Regions from separate parts of the Mus musculus genome. Here region 1 is linked to region 2. A link is a contact called in public capture Hi-C data. All regions are on one chromosome and are shown on one strand. The core of a region is the stretch at or near the end of the contact, and the rest is flanking DNA. Distances in the headings are between cores, read along the strand shown.

The links. Capture Hi-C pulls out chosen DNA fragments and counts their contacts.
Region 1: a capture Hi-C map of embryonic stem cells shows a contact between it and region 2, with 2.8 times the contacts expected there. The contact joins the promoter of Eef1a2 here to the promoter of Rbbp8nl in region 2. A contact is called at or near these places in 1 of 39 promoter capture datasets (pre-B cells) and 1 of 9 other capture datasets (embryonic stem cells).

What each region holds. Positions count from the first base shown.
Region 1 is chr2:181,155,470-181,163,194 of GRCm38.p6, reverse strand. Eef1a2 (eukaryotic translation elongation factor 1 alpha 2) reads left to right here and starts at 6,180. Exons shown (of 8, transcript NM_007906.3): 1 at 6,180-6,471; 2 at 7,714-7,725.
Region 2 is chr2:180,288,556-180,295,673 of GRCm38.p6, reverse strand. Rbbp8nl (RBBP8 N-terminal like) reads left to right here and starts at 5,795. Exons shown (of 13, transcript NM_173031.3): 1 at 5,795-5,897. It overlaps Gm29943 (a long non-coding RNA gene), which reads right to left and starts at 4,979. Exons shown (of 3, transcript XR_867153.1): 1 at 4,887-4,979.

The sequences.
Region 1 (7,725 bases), core at 4,931-7,430, 870 kb before region 2:
GGTAAGTAGGACTCAGTTGTCAGTGACGGGTGTTTGCATCGCTTGCCTTGCAACTTTGTTGGACTTCTTCGCCAATCTTCACTTCATTGAGAGAGGCACGGAGGAGAACGGCTCTTGGTATTCCTGCTGGTTCTGGTCGCTCCCACTGATTCAAGCCGATTTCTGCTGGATTGTGCTGCCGGTACTGATTCGTGTTTGGTGACACTTTGGAACTGGACTGTTGGTTTTCTGACAATGGAGATTCAGATCACCCCAAAGAGCTATTTCTAAACAGGTCCACATCCCCTTGTGCTACTTACTATCTTTTCTCCCCTACCTTTGGACAGTGGGCTAGAAGAGAGGTCAAAGTGTTTGACAACCATTAATAAAGTGGGTTTTTAAAATAACTAAGCCTACTGTGTCCTGTAGTATCAAATATTGGGTCACAATTTCATTCTTCATGTAAAAACAAATAAGCACACCCATCTCATAAATAGTAAATAGTCTATTAGAGGAAAGCACAGGCAAGCAGTGTGACTAGGACCAGCCGATGTAAAGACAACACATCATTCCAGATGAATATGGACACACTGGGCTACATCAAAGTTAAAAACGGAGTTTGTGTCATCAGTATTACTTTTTAAGAGACTGGGGTCCTGAAAGCCCCCCCCCCAGGAGCTCCTGGAGCCATTGACGCTGCAGGTGTACCCTGCCACGATGGGGAAAACCCACTGAAAAACTATATTATAGGCTAGAAGGGAATATTTCTAAAGCATGAATCTGACAAAGGACTTGTGTCCATAATTTATAAAGAACTCTCAAGACTTGACACAAAAAAAGATAAATAGCTGCATTTAAACTGGATCAAGGACTTTAGTCCTTTTTCCAGAGATCTACAAGCAGCCAGCCATTGCATGAAACAATGTTCAGTGTCACTGATCACTAGGAAAACTGAACTCTTCTTGTTGGCTGACAGCCTGGAAGCCCCCTAGTAATGTAGGTGCCTTCCTGGTTTCCTCCCATCCAGTAGGAACATCTGTCATGTGCATTACAAAACAGAGCCTTGAGGTACCAGTTGCATTCACGTTCCAGTCTCAGAGTCCTGTAACCTAAGACAGGGAAATATCAAAGGTGTGAAATCATTGGAAACTTTACCCAGGCTGAAACTACCACGTGGCTGAATAGAGAGAAAATTCTAGAAAATAGTCAGTATTGAGCAACAGGGGATCCAGCCAGTATGGCTGAGCCTCCTTGTTTGTTAGTTTATCTATTTACTTGAGGAAGGATTTGAATTTAGAGTACTGCCTGCTCTAGATTCAGCACAGGTTCAGCCTCCTTTTGGAGGCCTTAGGAGAAGATGGAGGCTGAATGCTGAGTGGCAGTCAGGAGGAGTCACATGGGTGGCACTGCCATCTTGGAAAGCAGTCTGTGTAAGTCTGTTAGCTGAATGTCGATTGAACAAGGGCCAGCATAGAACCCAGAGTCACTTCCCAAAGCTCTATGTACAGAGAAGAGAAACCAGATATATGAGGAACGAGGGTGGTGCCGCATTAAGAGAAGTCAGTCATCAAGGGCTGCCAGAGGCTGCGTGACTGGTCACTGTTGCTTGGAGAATGCATTCTGCCTGGGTCCAATGGGGATATTGACACACATCCTGTCCACCATCACAGGGCTTGAGTTTAGAGTCAGGAGACAGTATGCCAAAATCTTTGACCCTCTGTTTCAGAAGTCTCATACAAGATACATGTGCAGCTGTTTATGGCAGCCTTGCTGGTAGCAGGTTAAAACTGTGGAACAGTGTTCAGCCACAAAAATAAATGAAATCCAGTGTGGCTGAATCTCACAGCCCTGATAATGTACATTGTAGTGTAGATTGTGAATACCTTCAAAGGTTCATGTGTTTGTGAAGGCTTGGTCCCTAGGGTGGGACTGTTGGGAGAGAGTGGTTTCTTTAGAGCAAAGGCCTTTAAGAAGGTCTTTAGGACTAATGGAGTGTGCTTTTGAGGAGAATTGCAGGACCCAAGCCTCTCTCTTTTTTCTTCCTGGATACGAGGTGAGAAATTTGATTCTTTGGCGTATTCCTGCCACAGTGTGCTGACTTGGTATGGTGCCAGTTCACCACGGAACTCCAAAGCTGCAGGCAGAGGATATTTTATAAGTAGCTCATGTCAGGTGTCTATTATGGCAACAGGAAGCTGGTGGTGGAGCAGGGAAGGAAGCCAGACAGAGGATGCAGGTTGGAGGCTCCAGTGTGTGTTGTTTAAAAACAGCCCCAAGGGGCTGGTGAGATGGCTCAGTGGGTAAGAGCAAAGGTCTGGAGTTCAAATCCCAGCAACCACATGGTGGCTCACAACCATCCATAACGAGATCTGTCTCCCTCTTCTGGAGTGTCTGAAGACAGCTACAGTGTACTTACATATAATAAATAAATAAATAAACAAATAAATAAATAAATAAATAAATCTTAAAAACAAAACAAAACAAAAAAAAAACCAACCCCAAATGAGTCTGTGTCAGGAGTCCTCACGGTGTTGGCCATTGAGGTGTGTCTATTACCCAGAGGGGCGCAAGGGAGTGATCTGGGTGCTGCTCCCAAGGGTGAGTTCTCTGGAAGCTCAAAACATATGGTCCTCCCCGTGCAATCCCCATGTATGTTCACCTACGTTTAAAAGGATCTGCGTGGGACTAGAGAGATGGCTCAGCAGTTAGGAACATGTACCTCTTTTGGAGGAATACTTCCAACAACAACATGGGGTAATTTACAAATATCTGTCTCATTTGTACACATGCATCGACAGGCTCCAATACACATACTTTAAAATAAATCTTTTTTTAAAAAGGACTGCACCTTCTCCATGTTGCAACCCTTCTGTGTCCCTTTGCCCCCAGGTATGGCTCTTGGTGATGGATGGGATGCTGGCCTCCCAGGGCTTCTCTTGGACCAGTGTGGTTACTCCTAAGGTTGGCCATTCCCTGCACTGTGACTGAAGACCCCTGGTCTTCCCCTTTGTTTCTGGGTGTTACTGCAGGCAGCACCCTGCTTTGACCCCAGCAGTTGGTCTGCTGTGTGACCTCTCAGCCTGCAGAGTATGGAAAGTTACTCGTGTCCCACAGTGCCTGTCAGACTCTTACTGGTCTTCAGAGATGAACAGCTCTTCCCTCATTGGATGTTGTAGGGCTGGGCTCCCTAGAGAAGGAGGGAGGAGCCTCCTGCCTGGTGAGCTGCCGCTCACCATGGCAACAGCTCCCTGTGGCTGTGGGCTCCCTGACAGACTGGGGATGCCTTAGACACACAGACCTCATGCTTTGGGAGATAGTGTATTTGGGGTCTTGGCTAGCCTGAAATCAGGGGTTTTCCTGTCAGGAAGGCACTAATTGTTGTCAAGGAGAGGCCCCAGAACTCCCCTCATCACAGACAGTTTATTGCTTGCTGCCTCAGGAGCACACTCAGTCTCCTGGTATCTTCCTGGAAGCTGATCTCCAGGGAGGCTTCCTAGGACTCAGGCTCAGGTAGATGGCTGGTAAAAGGCTCTAAGGCCAAGGACTGTGCTCTGAGACCAGAATGCATCTAGCAGTCCAAATCGGGGTGGAGATTTCCTGGAAACTCTCAGACTAGAAGATGTCCCAAGCGTGACCCTGATCCTGTCTCTAAGACCCTTTAAAAGCCACTTGATCCCAGTGACATACATCTGTTGGATATTGACTACAGGAGGCTGTCCTGACCATAGCTCACAGAAGGCACCCGCACAGGTGGTTAGCTGGGCACTGCAGCTATTATTAACCTGACAGTGACATCACCGCCAGCCAATGGGAAGCGGGTTTATTTGCAGGGCTGGCAGCTTGATAACGGTTAATTTTAGCTGGATCTTCATTTCCAACGTTTGTGAAACCCCCACCAGTCAAAGGGGGTGGTGCTATATCTCCCTAAACAGCTTAAAGACGGCAGGTGGGGGTTCCTGGAGAGGCTGAGGAGGTGTAGAACCTGAACCCTGTCCTCCATGCTGCCAGTAGGAAGAATCCTGGTTTCCTGTAGCCTCTCCTTGCTTGCCCTGCCCCACCTCTGGCAGCTTCCCAGGGCCACCGTGACCAGGGCTACTGAAGGAACATGAGTAGTAGCAGAGGTTGTGGCCACAGGTGAAACGCAGGCTTCTGTCTGGAAGTTACACTGTCTTAGTTCTAATGCCTTGAGCTACCCACTGGTGTGGTCTCAGGTGCTGAGCTTAGTTTTGCCCAGTTTCCTCATAGGTTTTGGGGTCCCTGAGCCCTACTTATAGAACCTGATGTTTTTCAGTATTGCAGACTTTATTGCTTAAGTGCTGCTAAGCATGCAATTGAAGAGGATAGAAACCCAAAATTCTGGCAAGGTGCTCAACTAGGCTCTACAGTGGAAGGCAGGAGAACCATCCATAGGCACTTTTTATGGTAGGATCAGGCTGGGGCCCTCAGGACCTAAATGTCCCATAGAAAGCCCCATACCAGCACTACTTCCTGGAGATTCAGTCCCAACTTGGGAGATACATGCAGATTGAAGCAATAGCTGCCCCGTTGCTGGCGCTATTGAGTGCCTGGCCATTGCTCAGTGCTGCTGGCTTAGTGGCTCCTTGGAACAGCTGGCCTCAAGGCCCCCTATCATGTTGGCTGAGTATGTTGTTGCTCAACACTGTTAACCTCTTAAAAATCTGTTTTCTGCCTATTCCCAGGGTCTCTCATACCAACAAAGGCTTCAGGGATTTGCAGTGGAGGCAAAGTATGTCCTAATGACAGGGAGGTACTTTTGACCTGCCTCCTGTAGGTCAATGTATAGGTGTTTCAGGCAGGACATGACCTCTGGTCATTAGGGGTCAGTCCTCTAGATGGGTAAGCTCCTGGCCTTGGGCCTTGCTGGCTCACTGCTGCCCAGATAGACAGAGGAGGCGACTCCAAAGCTAAGGACTAATAGCTATTCACAAAGATGCTGGGTTTTGGACCTCATTATTGAGCCCACTCTACCTCCTGATTTCGAAACCAGGCCCAGTCATCTCCATGCAAGAAGGAAGGCATTCAGGGAGAGATGAGTTGGACAAGTGGGTGGAGTAAATGCTAATGTCTTGCCAGGCGTTTATTTTTAATTCCTGGCTCCCAGTTGACGGTCTCAGCAGTCTTCAAAAGTGCCAAGTCATCTGAGAGCCCTGCCTAGCCTCTGGCTGCCCTCTGCTAGACAGACCCTCATTAGGCTTCACCTTACTCTCTCTTCATACTTGATAGCTGCCCTAATTGGGCACCCATCTCCAGGGTCCCCTAACAGGCGCTCTCAGTAGGAGGTGCTGGGCCCTGACCTGGGCCTTCTATGTCTAGATCTACTCTACACCAGGGTAGAAGGAATAGGCACAGGCCTGCTGTCAGTCAGCATAAATACTCAAGGAACCTTTGCTTCCTACTTGCAACCACAAAGACTGGTTGGGTTAGGACAGGTGGCAGTATTGGAAAACGGGAATGTCTGGGTCAAATGACAAGATAGGCACCTCTGAAGAAGCCCCTGGTGATACACGGTGGCCACAACCCCCTTAAGGTCTATTTGGGATATCCTAATCTTTCTAGAAATCTCAAGGGCTCCCTGCTTCCTACCAATGGAGCCTGAAGGAGAGTGGGGATCTGAACCCTGTTTGGATGTTCTTGGTGACCTTAGCTAAGACCATCTGAGAACGGGCTTTGTAAATTCCCTACACCTAAGGGAATAGGTAGACAAAAACCTCTTTCCAGGGCTTCATAAGAAGGTTGGGCTGCGGGCTGGACTGGCTGATTGCCTCAAGGGCCTGTCATGTAGGGTCCATGTGAGTAAGCACTTGTGCTAGGGGTGGTGGGGATCGTGGAAAACCTCTGGAAACTGAGCTTCATGTTCACCGGGACTCAACCATGAGCAGGGCCAGCAATGGATGCCCACATCAAGGCTTGCAGGGATCTTGACCTGGGCTTGGGCCTCTTCTCTCCTAGTCTACTTGCTGGTTCCCTATTGTGTTCCACCTTCCTGGGGACATCTTTATGTTGGATGTACCTTTTTTTTCCCCCCTGCTCTCCAGCAACCACTGTCTCTGCTACCCCAGTTCTCTCTACTGTTTCTTTCGCTTCTCTCCATCCCTGCCCCTCCTTTCCTGGCTCTGTTTCCCTGCCCCCACCTCTGCGCGCTGCACCGCCCTTTTGCCTGTTTTTCTCTCCTGGTCTGCGTTCTCGCTCACTGGTTCTCTCCCTCGCTCCGGTGCATCATTGCAGCTGCGTCCTCTCGGATCCTCATTACGCCGGCCCGCGTCCGTGGGTGCGCGGCCCCTGCGTCCACGCATCTTTCGCATCCCATCTGCCAGCCGCTCGGCGCCCGCCTCCCCCCTCCGGTACCGCATTGCCGTACTGCAGGGGCGCAGTGCATTGCGCCGGCACCGTCAATAGGTGGACCCCCTCCTGGAGAGATAAAACCGCCGGCGCCGGCGCCACCAGTCCTTCTGACTGAGTCCTCGGCTCTGGGTAAGGACGCACATCCCGGTCTGAGACCCTTGCTTAGGTTTTCAATCAGGGTTCGCTTCTCTGGGAACCCAGCCCGGGGAAGAGGGGAATATGCGGCACCTAGCTGGGCTGCACCCCTGGGCTGGGGGTGGAGGGAGGCTGTCTCTAGACTGGGCATGGTGGGTCCCCGTGGCAGTCGGGTAGTGAGTCCCTTAGGCAATTGTGACAGTGGAGGGGGGCCTTCTCCTGAAACCTGCCATCATGCTGTCACCTTGACCTTGGGGCTTGTCTGGGCTCTGCTGGGCTTGACAGGCTGGTCGGTGAAAGTGCTGGCGCGGTGGTTTGGGGCCCTGGGGATGTCCGTGATTTGTCAGAGTAGGGCGGGGGAGGTGGTGAAATCTGAGGACCCCTATCGCGTCCTATGTGGCTCCCACCCTCGGATGCACCCCCCACCCCAACAGGCCTGAGCTTCTCGGTTGACCTCTGAGATGCGCGGGTACTGAGACACAGGACCTGGACTGGATAGTAGGGGAGAGGGTCAGGGCATCTCTGAGGGCACTTGCTGAGCTGGGCCAGGTGGGATTTTTATTTCTCTGGCTAGAACAGGACATTCACCTCTCGGCCCTCATGGCTGCCCCTTGCCTGTGGGGAGGGCCTGAGCTATTCTGGGCCTATGCCTGGGTACCATCCAGCTGTCTCCTCTGCCAGCCTGTGGGCAGAGGGAGGAAGATGGCGCCCTTGCCCGTGGAGGGGCTGAGGAGTGCTGGCCTTCTCTTCATGGTGGCAGCAGATGGGGGTAGGGCAGTGTCCCTCCCTGGTGTGTGTGTGTGTGTGTGTGTGTGTGTGTGAAGGGGGGGGTGGCATCGAGGACAGGAAGGACAATGCACCCTAGAGCTGGGCACAGTGACTCATCACAGGGCTCCTGGCTGCTCCAGAGCTTCACTCAGTCTGCTGCTCTGTGATGTCCAGACCTGATTAACCCTTCCCTAAGGAATTTGCCTCCAAATCACCTTCCCAAACACTTACACACTAACGGAGCATTTGGGCTAAGGTATAGGGTAGAGAAACAGGTGGCTTATGAATGAAATGTGGCTGAATGGGGTTAGGACAGGGTTGGGGGGGGGTGTCGTTCTTCCCTATTCTGGCTCAGGAGAAGACTGGGTCAGGGCAAGCTCCCAAACAATACAAGAATGGCGCGGGTACCTCTGCTGGACTCTCTTTGGGCCCCTTAATCACTTGTTTCCCTCGTCCCTGACTCCACAGAGTTCCTGCCCA
Region 2 (7,118 bases), core at 4,546-7,045:
ACAGTGTACTTATACATAAGATAAATAAATAAATCTTTAAAAAACAAACAAACAGGCCAGGCGGTGGTGGCACACGCCTTTAATCCCAGCACTTGGGAGGCAGAGGCAGGCAAATTTCTGAGTTCGAGGCCAGCCTGGTCTACAGAGCGAGTTCTAGGACAGCCAGGACTATACAGAGAAACCCTGTCTCGAAAAACCAAAAACAAACAAACAAACAAACAAAAAAGCCAGGCGTGGTGGCACACACCTTTAATCCCAGCATTTGGGAGGCAGAGGCAGGCGGATTTCTGAGTTCAAGGCCAGCCTGGTCTACAGAGTGTGTTCCAGGACAGCCAGGACTACACAGAGAAACCCTGTCTCACAAACAAAAATCAAATAAAAAACAAAAAAACAAACAAAAAAAACCAAACAACAAACAACCTTTCCTCCCCAACTTGCTTTTTGGTCATGGTGTCTCATCACAGCAATAGAAACCCTAACTAAGACAGCCATCTAAAAAAAAAAAAAAAAAAAAGCCAGGCATGGTGGCGCACGCCTTTAATCCCAGCACTTGGGAGACAGAGGCAGGCGGATTTCTGAGTTCAAGGCCAGCCTGGTCTACAAAGTGAGTTTCAGGACAGCCAGGGCTATACAGAGAAACCCTGTCTCAAAACAAACAAACAAACAAAAAGACAGCCATGATGCTAGAGACCTCATCAGCCACATAGTCAACTAGGCTGGACATCAAATGGCCTCTGCCCTGAAGGTTACCAAGAGGAGTTAAGCCTTAAATAGTTCCAGGTCACTGAGAAGAGGGAGAGGGTCTGGTGGGACTAGCAGTATACCTACCAGCTCCGAGGCTCTGAAACAAACCTCATCCACTCAGAGGCTACAGGACTGCCCCACCATCTGCTCCACCTCCACAGCCTCTGGTGGGCTCCAGACCAGCAGCTCCAGGCAGACTGGGAGCCAGGGAGAGTGAAGCAAGTTTGACAAAAGGACTCAGTGAGCAATAAGAATAGAACTAGAGTCCTAGGCCTGACCCCGCCTTGCGGCTTGTGAGCTGTGGGTATACCTTCACGATGCTCCCACCATTCATTCCAGGGCCCCCTCACATAAGGGAGGGTCCTTGGGGAAGGCACTTCACTGGCCTCAGTTTTCCCACCTGTAAATCAGAAAAGGTTTATGGGGGATATCACTTGGCCTTCAGCAAAGCTGGACCAAGGCAGTTGTTAGCATCACTGTCACCATGGCAACCATTCCAGCAAAGCTGGTGAGGACAAAGGGTACCACGATGATGCTCTCCAACACCCAATCCAAACATGACCACAGGAGAAGGGGTCAAAGGTCCCTTGGTGATGTTAGGATCCAGATGGATGTCACCAGTAGGTGAGGTGGGCGGCTGAATATATACAATTCCGTGTCCTGTCCCTAAGTACCACCCTCCCCAACTTAGTTGCTAACAAGGTCACAGTGAGTAGATGTTGGCTCCGGTATGACAAGGACCACTGGAGGGAGAAAGTCTGAGTGGAGGAGGCTGTGTTTGCTAAGACCCTAGCACTACTCTAAAATGTAGCTCTATATGTTCCTCGAGTCAGGGCTTCATGTATGCTAGGCTGGTCTCAAACTATCTGTGTAATCAAGGATGACGCCCAGTTTCTGATCCTCCTGCCTCTACCTCCTAAGAAGTGAGATTAAAGACATGATCCACCACGCAGTTTACGCAGTGCCCAGAATCAAACCTAGGGTTTAATGCATGCTAGGCAGGCACTCTTCCAACCGAGCCACAACCCTTAGCCTGTTTGTTTGTTAAATGTATATGGGTACACTGTAGCTGTACTGATAGTTGTAAGCCATCGTGTAGTTGCTGGGAATGAAGGTTGCTCAATCCGGTCAGTCCTGCCCACTCCTGTCAACCCCACTTGCTCCCGTTGGCCCTCTTTACTAATTTTTTAAAGCCTGATTTTATTAGTTCATATGATGGTGTACACCTGTAGTAAGGAGTTCTTAAGATCACTTGATTTCAGGAGTTTAAAACCAACTTAGACCACATAGCAGGGCTCCTTCTCAACAAAAAAGGAAAAGGGTCAGGGGGGTGGGGGGGAGGAAGGAAAGAGAAGGAAGGGGGCAGGGAGAAAACAAAAGAAGGGAGGGAGGAAGGGAGGCAAGGGGGGAGACCAATTTAGGCCTGGTGCACACCTGTAATCCCAGTGGAAAAGTTCAGGACTAGCCTGAGCTACACCCAGTCTCAAATTTAAAAAATAAAAAAATATTTCTTTTGAGACATGGTCTTCTGTAGCCCAGGCTGGCCTCAAACTCATGGAGGCTTGCACCACTACACTTGGTTTTCTGTACTGCTGGGCATTAAGCCAGGGCTTCATGGATGTACAAGCACTCTACAACTGAGCTTCGTACGCCCAGCTCCTCCGTTTGTTTTTTTTAAGAGCTGGGAATGTAGCTTTAGTGGTGGACCAGTGTAGGGAAACCCTGCTGCCAAGGTGGAAGTTTGACATTACGGACAGCCCTGAGCTCGGACTCCCTTTGTCCTCCGGGCTTCCACTTCTCTGGAGGATCCGGGACACCACCTGAGGAATGTGGTGCAGTCCTCCACCTGGGATTCCTGAAATGCCTCCCCATGCTAATGAGGCAACTCAGTGCCTTAGTCTTCACTCAATGACCTTTGACCACACCCTCACCCCCTTTCCCAAAACTATATAACCCTTGTCTCACCCCAAATAAAGTGTATGGGTACATGCCCACCCCAATAAAGAAATACGCACAAGCTAAGGTCGTCTCAGAGAGCCGTTTCATTGAAAATCTCAGAGAAGGCCTTTGCCTGAAAGATCCCAGGAAAAGGCCTTCTCCCCTCCCCACCCTCTACCCCCACCTACTACCCCCTACCCCCCCACCACACCACCCCCTACTCCCACCCCCTACTTCCCACCCTCTACCCCTACCACCCCTATCCCCCATCCCACACACACACACACCCCTCCATCTGACCCACCACCTCACTCCCAGCCAGACCAGGATCCTGCCTGGCCCAGACTCCACTTCATCCTTCCAGCCCAGTGTGCTGCATTTGGACATGCTGAGAGGAAGAAAACAGAGGATGCAGAACCACAGACCAGCATGTATAAGGCCCTGGGTTCTACCCCCAACACAATTAAAAAAAAAAAAAAAAAAAGAAAAGAAAAAGAAAATTCAGCCATTAAAGTCCAGTTGTATTAAACTAAGCCAATAGTGTTTAATTACAGGATGAATATGCCCAGATGAGTCCACCCACAACCACAACCAAGAACCTGACAGTCCCATCACCCAAGAAGCCAGTTCCTGGGCTGCTTGTCTGAGGAAATCCTGTTCTCTACCACCTAGTCTGCGCCATCTCACGTGGAGCAGAGGCATGGACATCAGAACCCAGCCTCTGGATCAGCGAGGAGTTTTCCATTTCAGAGCTTGGCTCCGTTGTTTATTCCCTGGCCAGCCCAGTTGCAATTGGTTATAAATAAATACAGCTGCCAGGACATCAGTCTGGCTGCTGGGCTGCAGAGCCAGTGTGTGTGAACTGACCTCTGAGAAAGCAGTCTCTGTTAAGTTACTGACAGGTTAACACTGGTTAACACCACTTCCCTGTTTATCCATCAAGCCCCAAGCAGGGTCTCACAGCTGAGTGCCTACTGAGGTAGACCCTGGCAAAAGCTTTAGCTGCAACCTCACCTCAGGGTTCCTTCTGAGCTGCCTACAAAGCATACTGTGCAGACAAGTCCCTGGCCCGGAGAGATTGTGACCCAAGTCACAGAAGAGCTAGGATTCAACTGGCTGGGGCAGGACCTGGGGACCAAGGAAACGGGACAGAATTGCAGGGTCCAAACTTCAGCTCTGGTCGAGAGATAAGCCTACACTGCTGGCATGAAGCATGTGGCTTTTCCTCCCCACAGAGAATTCACCAGACCTGTGTACACACACCAGGGCATGTACACACATCCCCAGGCATGCGCACACACAGTCCCAAGGCATGCATACACAGCCTCTAGACATGCACATTCAACCTCTAGGCATGCACGCACAGCCCCCAGGAATGTATGTACAGTCCCCTAGACAGATACACAAAGCCTCTAGCCTGTAGACCCTGCCACACACATCAGAAAAAGTCCATACACATAGCACAACATAGCACCTATCGAACAGTCACGAGCTGAGGAACTACAGCCAGCTGCTTTCAAATGCCAAGACTTGTGCACCAGACCTGGCTGAGCCAGGGGCTGCTGCACAATGTCTTAGGCTAGGGCCGACAGAAGACAAAGGTATACCTCTCGTGGTCTTGGATGAAGAAAGTCCAAAAGCAGATCTGATGACAACCTTCTGTCTGTGTCACCTGGCAAAGTGGGGCAGAGCTCTCTGCTCTCTGTAAGAGCACTGGTGCTATTCATGGGGCTCTGTCCTTTATGTCCCGATTGCCACCCAAGTCCCCAAGTACTACAGCCTCGGTGTTAAGAAGTCAACATATTGGGGGAGGGGGGGGTGCACTTCAGACATTAGCCAAAAACAGGCAAAGCCTCTGTCTACTTGCACACAAGTCCCCTTTCTCTCAGGCTGAGCCCACAGGGAACATGCCCTCTCCCTCCTGTGGAGCCCATGCAACGAACAGATACACACGTGCTGAGCAGGCAGACACCTCTCACAAAGGTCCAGACAGAAGGTAAAGAATATGCAATGTGTCTCTAGTGCTCTATAGCCTAAAATCTTCCTCTTCCTGGAGCCTAGACAGTCATCCTTACCTAAGACCATCCATTCTCACCCTAAGCTCAGGGCCAGCTGCCAGCAGCAGGAAGTCTTCTATCCTTCAAGACCCAAGACTTCCTCCTCTCCTAGTCAACGTGGTTGCTCTACAGACCCTCATTACCTACCTTCTGTGGCTCCGTGTGTGAGCGAGGGAGCCTGCTTGCTTCTGGGCAGAGTCAGGCAAGCTGGAGTAAGAGATGTTGAAAGGCACGTGAGCGAGAGAGAGAAGGGGGCAGGGCATCCATAGCCTCAGAGGACTCTGTTTCCTGCAGGAGTGCAGCCACAATGTCACTGTCCAAGCCAGCCCCTGCCCTATGTGTCACGCCATGGTTCTACTCATCAGGGTCATCCTGAAATCCAGAGATGCCCATCCACTGTGATACCCACAACCTGAGGCTTAGCCCCTAACCACCTCTACCAATGAGCAGAAGCCAGCTGTCTGTCTCAGGAAGGCCACAATGGGTACTGCAGAGCCCCAGACCCAGTGATGTCTCTAAATAGTAGTCTCCAGAGGCTCACACCCTGGGTGTTTTGTTTTGTTTTGTTTTGTTTTGTTTTGTTTTGTTTTGTTTTGTTTGTTTAATCCACAAAGTCAGGACTATTGAACTCTATCTATCCAATGTCATTCTGGCCGCAGACTAAAAATATAAAGGTTAGACAGGAAAACTTCACCTGCTCAAGGTCAACCCAAGGCAAGCTGGATGTAGATAGCATAAGGGTCCTCTAAACATCTGACTCCCGAGTGGCAAGGCCAACAGCATCTCCCCTTCCTTCATAAAGGCCCACACAGCCTGCCTGTGCTCTGGGCTGGCCAGTACTCCTGTCCAGAGTCACACAGGATGCTGCGGAGATGGTCAAGCTGAGGCACCCAGGCGGCTCGGATTAGGGAGAAACAATTCAGCTCTATGCACATGGCCAGCCGGTTCTTCCACTCTCCCAGAGATGGCCAGACCAGTCTGGCGGCTTTAGTCAGTCCCTGCCTCCTTGCAGCTCCCGGCTGGGAGAATCGGAAACCTGTCAGGCGGGTTTGGTCAAAATTCTGTCTTGCAAGTTCATACTGCTCGCTCCTATCTCTCCCGGGTGGGGATCACTGAGGACCGAGGCCCCTGGAGGTCCAAGGCTGGCCAAGTGGCCATGTGAGTACACGATTACAGCAGACAGGGCCCTTCCAGGAGCCGGGTGGACTGGAGTCGTTGGGGTGCTCACCAAGGGGGCTAGAGACCCAGCTCAGGCTTCATAGCAGGAGGCCGGAGACAGGAAGCAGAAAGCCTGGGAGGCGGGAGGCAGGGACAGGCAGGCTGGCCTGCCTTCACTGTGTGTGGTATGGAGGACTACCTGATGCCTGGTCCTGGGGACCAAGCAAGGAGGAGGAAGACTCAAGGATTTCCTGGGCAGCAATTTGGGTGCAGCAAAAGCAAAGCCAGGTATGACACTGTGGCCCCCATCTCTGCAAGGGGTTCCAGGACCTAGAAATAGGCTGGTGGCCAGCACTGTGTCTTGGATCACTCACTGTCCCCTTCCTTGTGGGTCCAGAGACTTTGCAGCCACGGAAAAGAAAGGAGCACAAAGCCAGGTCCAGCCACCCATAGCTCAGAGCATGCCTGGGGACATTGTCAGGCCCTAAGATTGAGGCAGTGGCTCTAAGTACTTCAGCAGGCATTGGGAGACAGTAAGATCAATCACTAGCCTATTCCGTCCCCCGCCCCCAGGCCTGGAAGGCGGGAGTCAGGTTGCAGGGCCCTCTGTTACCTGACCTGTTACCTAAGCTGCCTTATTTTTTTACTTGTGCCCTGGTAGGCAGTGTGCGCACAAGCATGGGGCGTGCAAATGTTCGTGCCCACCTGCCTGTGTGTACACAGCCATCCTTAACCCCGTGCAAGGGGTGTGCGTGGCGGGGGGATGGGCTGAACTTGTGCAAAGGCGTTTACTTTGGGCATGGACTCAGATGTGGGTTTCTCAAACTGAAAGCGTTGTTCTGTCTGTGGTGGCTGCCTGTCTATCGGGGCCTATGTATCAGAGAGATCCAAAGCCACCAAGAAAGCGTCTCTCGATAAAGCCCACCACCCGACTGACCAAAGCGGTTGCTAGGAGGTCTTTTTGTGTCTAGGCCATATCTCGTGTGAGCTGGTGATTGTAGATATATAACATTTCTGATCTCAAGTCTCTATCAAATAGGAGCTTCTATGGGTGACCATGATGAGATGTGGGAACACATGGGTTAGAAGCACTGTGTTCCCTGCCCAGCCCTCTCTGGAGCACACATGGAAGCTCCCGCTACATACCAGGCTCCTTCTGCCTCCCCAGTCACCACTACCAGATTTATGAATGGGAAAACCAAGGCACAACCAGACAAGTAG